2 separate regions of the Drosophila melanogaster genome follow, and region 1 is linked to region 2. The links are chromatin contacts, called in public Hi-C maps. All regions are on one chromosome and are shown on one strand. Each heading gives the region's core, a stretch centred on a gene start, on an enhancer-like site or on the middle of the called end of the contact. The rest is flanking DNA. Distances are from core to core; before and after follow the strand shown.

Region 1 (2,784 bases), core at 16-2,515, 680 kb after region 2:
CCATAGGGACAAGCCTCCATTTGTCCAACTCACAGCAAGGACGCAGCCGTCAGGGCTCCACTTTAGCTCGTTTACTGAACCCAGGCTGTCTGGGAGTATGTTTTCCGTGAGGATAAGTCGATGAGAAAACTCTAGTCCCCCGGTGGCATCATCAATTGCGTACACCTTCACCGCCGAGCTCTCTTGACCATATGCCAACAGTCGAAATTTGTGATTGACACTGCAGACACTCGCATCCTCAACATCCGGCACCCAGAAGCCGTGCATGTGATCGGTCTCAAATCTTAGATGGTTGGCAATCAGGAAGGCGGCTCGTCGGTCACTGAAGACGGCTGCACAGCCACCGATGAACGGCGAGTATTCCAGAGAAGCTACGTACGAGTCCCTGTTCAAGGGCGGCACATTGCGCGCGGACTGCTGAGGCTGCTGCTGGACGTAGAAGGGAATGTCGCGCAGCTTAATTGAAGATAGGGCTGGCAACTCTAGGTCGTTCTCTGCGTGCTCCAGTTCGGTCCACTGCAGACGCAGCAGTTCGCAGGACTGGGTGGCCAAGAGTAATTCGCTGAGGCTAATGCAGCACACAGTGGTGATGACGGAGCCCAAGGTGACGCTACACAGTTCGCGAAGGCTCAGCCGGGGTATGTTTTCCTTGATAAACAGCTCGGCGGAGTCGCGTTTGAGGCTCGCGGCGGGCGGATCTATCTGCTGCAGGATTCCCATGCCGTTGGCTTCGAAGTCCAGTTGGTACAACAACAGGGAGCCGGACGCGGTAAGCAGGGCAAGCTGCCGAGAGTCCGGCTTCCACACGATCAGCTGGTTGGCCCCGTACTGGCGAAGGGAGTCCTCCGTCCGCCGGAAATAAGCAATGGGAATGAGTGGATTCGCGTACCAGATGCCCAGAAAGTCGTCGCCCACGGCGGCCACAAGTATTTTCACCGCGTCGCAGCAGATGTGCCGGATGCTGGCGCTCTCGCCGGGCAGCGCCAGGCCCACCCGCTTGGGCCAGCCCACTGGATAGTACATCCTCCGTGTGAAAAGTTACTGCGCAAACGGAAAAGTTCATTAGCAAGAGCGGGAGTGCGGAAAAACGAATTCAACCTGCGGTCTGGTGCGGGTGCATTTAGCTTATGTGGGTTACGCCCAGTTTTACATGATCTGCCCCGATCAATTAGCACTTTTAGACAACATTCCACAGCACAACAAAAAATCTGAGCGATTTTACGCGTATACAAATATGAGTGTTGGCCAGCGTTCCAAAATCACAGCTGTTTGCCAATCGCCGTTTCGCACCACTGATTTTAAGAAGGCAACAGTGATGTCAGGCTAGCTTTTCTGCACCCATCAGCTGTTTCTTAAAAAATCGACAAGTGAATGCATTTTGGGTTACTTCTATTTTCGGCTATACGAGCCTTCTTATCGTTTTAAATTCATCTTTTAAACAATAATTAAATAAATACATTATGATTAGATCACGAACTAAATGTTCTACCCTTCATAGTTTTATCTCATAAAGTCAAGTAACATTGGCATTTATCCTATTCCAGTATAGTCAAGTAAAGTTACCAACAACTAATGAGTGTTGTTAAAAAGGAATTCCCGAAGATATTTTTTATGTTCAAACCCTTCATTCAAAATAAAGTTATTAAATACTTCAATTCATTGACCTGCGCAAGCTTACAACACTAAAAAGTTCCCGAATTTCGAGTCCGCGATCTAGTTCACCAACAACCACTGTCAATTCGAACTAATTCAACGCATCTCGAACTAAATAAATCAACCGGCTTTCGAGAGGCAGAACAAAAAGGAGATTTGTGAAGTATTCTCAAAATGACTGCATTCGAAGGTAAGTGAAAATTAATATTTAAGGTGTGCATTGCTTATTTGACTTGCCTCGCAGAGTTTGGCGTGCTTCCGGAGCTGGGAATGGCCACAGACGAATTGGACTGGACGTAAGAAAAAACAGTTCTGTCTGCCTATTGCCTTCACATTTATGAATTTTCAGCCTGCCCACCGATGTCCAGGCTGAGGCCATTCCTCTGATCCTGGGTGGCGGCGATGTACTGATGGCCGCCGAAACTGGTTCCGGAAAAACGGGTGCCTTCTGCCTCCCCATTCTGCAAATCGTGTGGGAGACCTTGCGTGATCTGGAGGAGGGGAAGGCTGGCAAGGGCGGTGCAATTGGAGGAGCTGTGACTCCGTGGACCATGTCCTTCTTCGACCGAGGAAACGCGCTTGCCGTCACTCCTGATGGTCTGCGTTGCCAGTCGCGGGAGTTCAAGGAGTGGCACGGGTGTCGGGCCACCACTGGCGTTCGCGGAAAGGGCAAGTTCTACTTTGAGGCCACGGTAACGGACGAGGGACTGTGTCGTGTGGGCTGGTCTACACAGCAGGCAAACCTCGATTTGGGCACCTGTCGCATGGGCTTTGGATTCGGCGGCACCGGCAAGAAGTCCAACAACCGCCAGTTTGATGACTACGGTGAGGCATTCGGCAAGGCAGATGTCATCGGCTGCCTGCTCGATTTGAAAAACCAGGAAGTGAGCTTCACCAAGAATGGCCAGAACCTGGGCGTAGCCTTCCGCCTGCCGGACAACCTTGCCAAGGAGACCTTTTACCCGGCGGTGGTGCTGAAGAACGCCGAAATGCAGTTTAACTTTGGAAAGACTGACTTCAAGTATGCCCCGGGTAACGGGTTCGTTGGCGCTTGCCAGGCTGGACCCGAGCATAGCAAGGCCAATCCGATAACCGGTCCCGCAGCTGGAGCACCGTCCGCCAAACCGGCGC
Region 2 (3,050 bases), core at 547-3,046:
AGCCCGAGCTGAATGTGTATTGGGGCTGTTCAGTTGTCGGTGACACGGGGGATTGTAACTCACTCCCCCTTTTTGGGGCTTATCCGAAGCAGTACCTCTACACTCGGGCAAACGAGTGGGGTAGTTCTTACCTATTGGTACCTGTCGACGTTAAGCTTATACCCAAATAATTTTGATACCTTCAGATATGAACGGTATTTGCCTATCGGAGTATATGCTAGTCTTAAAAAATATGTGTTTATAAAGATTAGTTTGTTCTCATGCATCTCTTATCTTAAGGTTATCCAAATATAACTTAAAATAATTATCTATTAATATAGCTGTTACTGGAACTGTTATTTTCCAAGGAGATACCCAAAAGTAGCTTGAAATTGACGAATATATCTGAAGTACTTTTAAGAAACGTTTCGTATACGTTTTCCTTGGGAGCATTGATTTACACTCTAAATTTGTAATTCGTTTTGATTGTTAGATTTTGTATCTAATACTTCTAAATAACCATAATTGTTTCAAAAATTTTGAAATTTTTATGTGAATGGGTTGAAAGTTTCTGTAATCAGTTTCTATGTGTAATCTGCAACTTAAAAAATCTTTTTCAACCGTGCCTTGCTGCTTCGACTTAAGTAAGTCCCTCTTTTTCCCAGTGCAGTACATAGGCACACACATAATGCCTCCGGCCGTGGGCAACGAAATTCGGGGAGTGGGCGAGACAAATATTAAATCAAGCTGTGTATTATGTACTGGCCATGCGGCACATAAATATTTATGTATCTACATGTAGACTCATCAGGGTGTGCGGGGCTATGTGTAATTATGCACTTATCACTCTACATGAGCCGTGTCCGTTGCCGTTGCCGACTTTGCTAAGTTCCATTTCCTCGGGAGCTATTGTCCGCATATAGAAGGAGTCCACCCGAATCTCAGATGTACGCATGTACACGCGTCCAGGGAGTCGCAGTGCGTATGTACAGGTGCCCACGAGTCCGTACATACGTATCCGTATCCGTCCATGTACAGAAGCTGTATGTGGAATTGCGACGGAGGGAGGAGGCTCAAGGCCCACATACAGCCATTGCTGCGCGCTATCTTGGCAGGACTTTCGGGGGGCTGTGACTGCGACTAAGGATGGGGATGGGGATGGGATCTGGGAGGCGGGAGGTGGAAGGTGGAGGTGGGAGATGGTGCTGGGATTTGGGTGGCACATGACCAACAGAAGCTGCATGCATACACCCCCGGGTGGAACAGTACATAGCCAACGGCTGGGTCTTCGTTCGCACGGAACTGAGCGGAGTGGAGCGGAGCGGAGTGTAAGCTGGGCTGGGGAATCCTTTGGCCGAAAACCACAAAGGAGATACGGAAGTTGGCTCAGACGACGACGACGGCGCTACTGCAGCTCCTCCAGTGCCGATCCGCAGCTGGAACCTCTGGCACAAGTGCGAGTGCAGGAAACCGGAGCGGAAATTCACTGGGCGGATTTCAAGTCCAAGTTCAGGCCGTGTTCCTTTACCGAGTTACCCCGTAACTAAATAACCGTGTTTGGGTCTCAAGTTCCGCCGGCATCCGCACGTGATTCCTTACTACGAGTGCCAGTCCGCTTAAAGTAAAGTTCGGTGTCCGTTTCCACTCGGAGTATCTGCATACCCGCGCGGAGACATCCTAGGTCGATTAACATAAATTTGCACTCGGTGGCCAACTGCGAAAGCTGTCATCATTCTGGATTTTACAAACAACTTCCGACGGAAGGTCGGTCGGACAACAGCTGCCACTGGGCCCAAATTGGCAAATTGCTTTAACCAACTTTTCGTCTATTTCCGTAGGAGTTGGATATGTCATTTCTGGCTACCTTGGACGCAAGTGCCTGGCAGGTATGTCCCCATTGCTCCTCCTCCTTCGCGAATTAGCATAATTTGTGTTTACTATAAGTAGGCTGGGCCTATCTGCTCCGAAATATTCAGATTACAAAATCAGGTCGAGTTTGTGACAAATACAAAGTTTAGCCCAATTTAATACGGTTTTAATAAGCGAGTCTACCAGTGCAACTGCTACTTCCAGTTTTTACCTTTTCAATGTACTTTATCCGAAAGAAGTCTTTTTCTTGATTCTGAAAAAAGTAATCATCCTTACCCTTGACTCAATAGAACTTTCAATCCCATTTCTAAAGTTAAATGTTTTCAAGAGCAGATTATGTAACGAAGATAAAAAGTGGTTAGATGCCGTAAAATATGGATGTTTTCATTTACAATAAATGCTTTTCAAAAGAGGGGATGAATTTGTTAATTTCGCTGCTTGGCAAGCCGAAATAATATTATTACTCGAAATGGAACTTCATAACTCAGACAGCAGACAATCGAATCATACATGGTAAATTTGACTCTGCCAAATCTAAATTTGTAATGAAAACTTTATTGACGTACGCAAAAAAGTGCGAAGGTTTATCCGACGGTTAACTGATATTCAGTGTTTTCGTTTTTAACCATAAAATTTTAAAGAGCTTTAAGAAAAGAGAGAAAGTCTTGGTTTCTTTCATTGATTCCATTTCATGTGGAATATTTTAATGTTTGCTAGTAATTATAACATACAAATGCTTAAGTATTTAAAAAACTTCTTTAACGTGTGAATTGCTCATTTGTTCAATAATCATCCGTATATTGTAAATGTTAAACTATGCCGAGATCATTTAAATGGTTCTTTTCCAAGGGGTTAGTTTGTCATATGTGGCATGGGCATATTTAGTCCTTCCCAATATCCTTTGACAAGTTCCGCTTGCCACAAATTGAATTGCTGCGACTGGGGCTGCGGGTCGTGTGCTCCGCCGTCCAGTGGTCGTTTATGTCTGATCTGATCCTGTTTGAGGAGTAGTTCTGTGTGCAGGACGACTTAGTCCCTGTCACCGGCAGTCCGCTTCTTTCTGTGGTGGGCGGTTGGTGGTGATGTTGTTACTGGCAGCGTTGGCGCGGCTCAAATGGCAGCAACTGTTTGCGCAGACCTGTCGACCAAATGAACCGAATAATACATCAAACGCTCTTTAATGGGGGTGACAAATCCCCGAC

What was found. Hi-C and Micro-C count contacts between places; a contact is called where the count stands out from the background.
Region 1: a contact with region 2 is called in a Hi-C map of the Kc167 cell line, with 2.6 times the contacts expected there. The contact joins the promoter of Rich here to the promoter of TfAP-2 in region 2. A contact is called at or near these places in 2 of 107 Hi-C or Micro-C datasets (the Kc167 cell line and ovary) and 1 of 6 datasets of contacts at active chromatin or transcription factors (the Kc167 cell line).

The regions. Positions count from the first base shown.
Region 1 is chr3L:22,261,656-22,264,439 of dm6, forward strand. Rich (RIC1 homolog) reads right to left here and starts at 1,266. Exons shown (of 3, transcript NM_141128.3): 1 at 1,099-1,266; 2 at 1-1,041. The coding sequence starts at 1,023. It overlaps Ddx1 (Dead-box-1), which reads left to right and starts at 1,714. Exons shown (of 4, transcript NM_079488.4): 1 at 1,714-1,843; 2 at 1,898-1,949; 3 at 2,003-2,784. The coding sequence starts at 1,828.
Region 2 is chr3L:21,585,032-21,588,081 of dm6, forward strand. TfAP-2 (Transcription factor AP-2) reads left to right here and starts at 1,797. Exons shown (of 8, transcript NM_001275251.1): 1 at 1,797-1,865. The coding sequence starts at 1,827.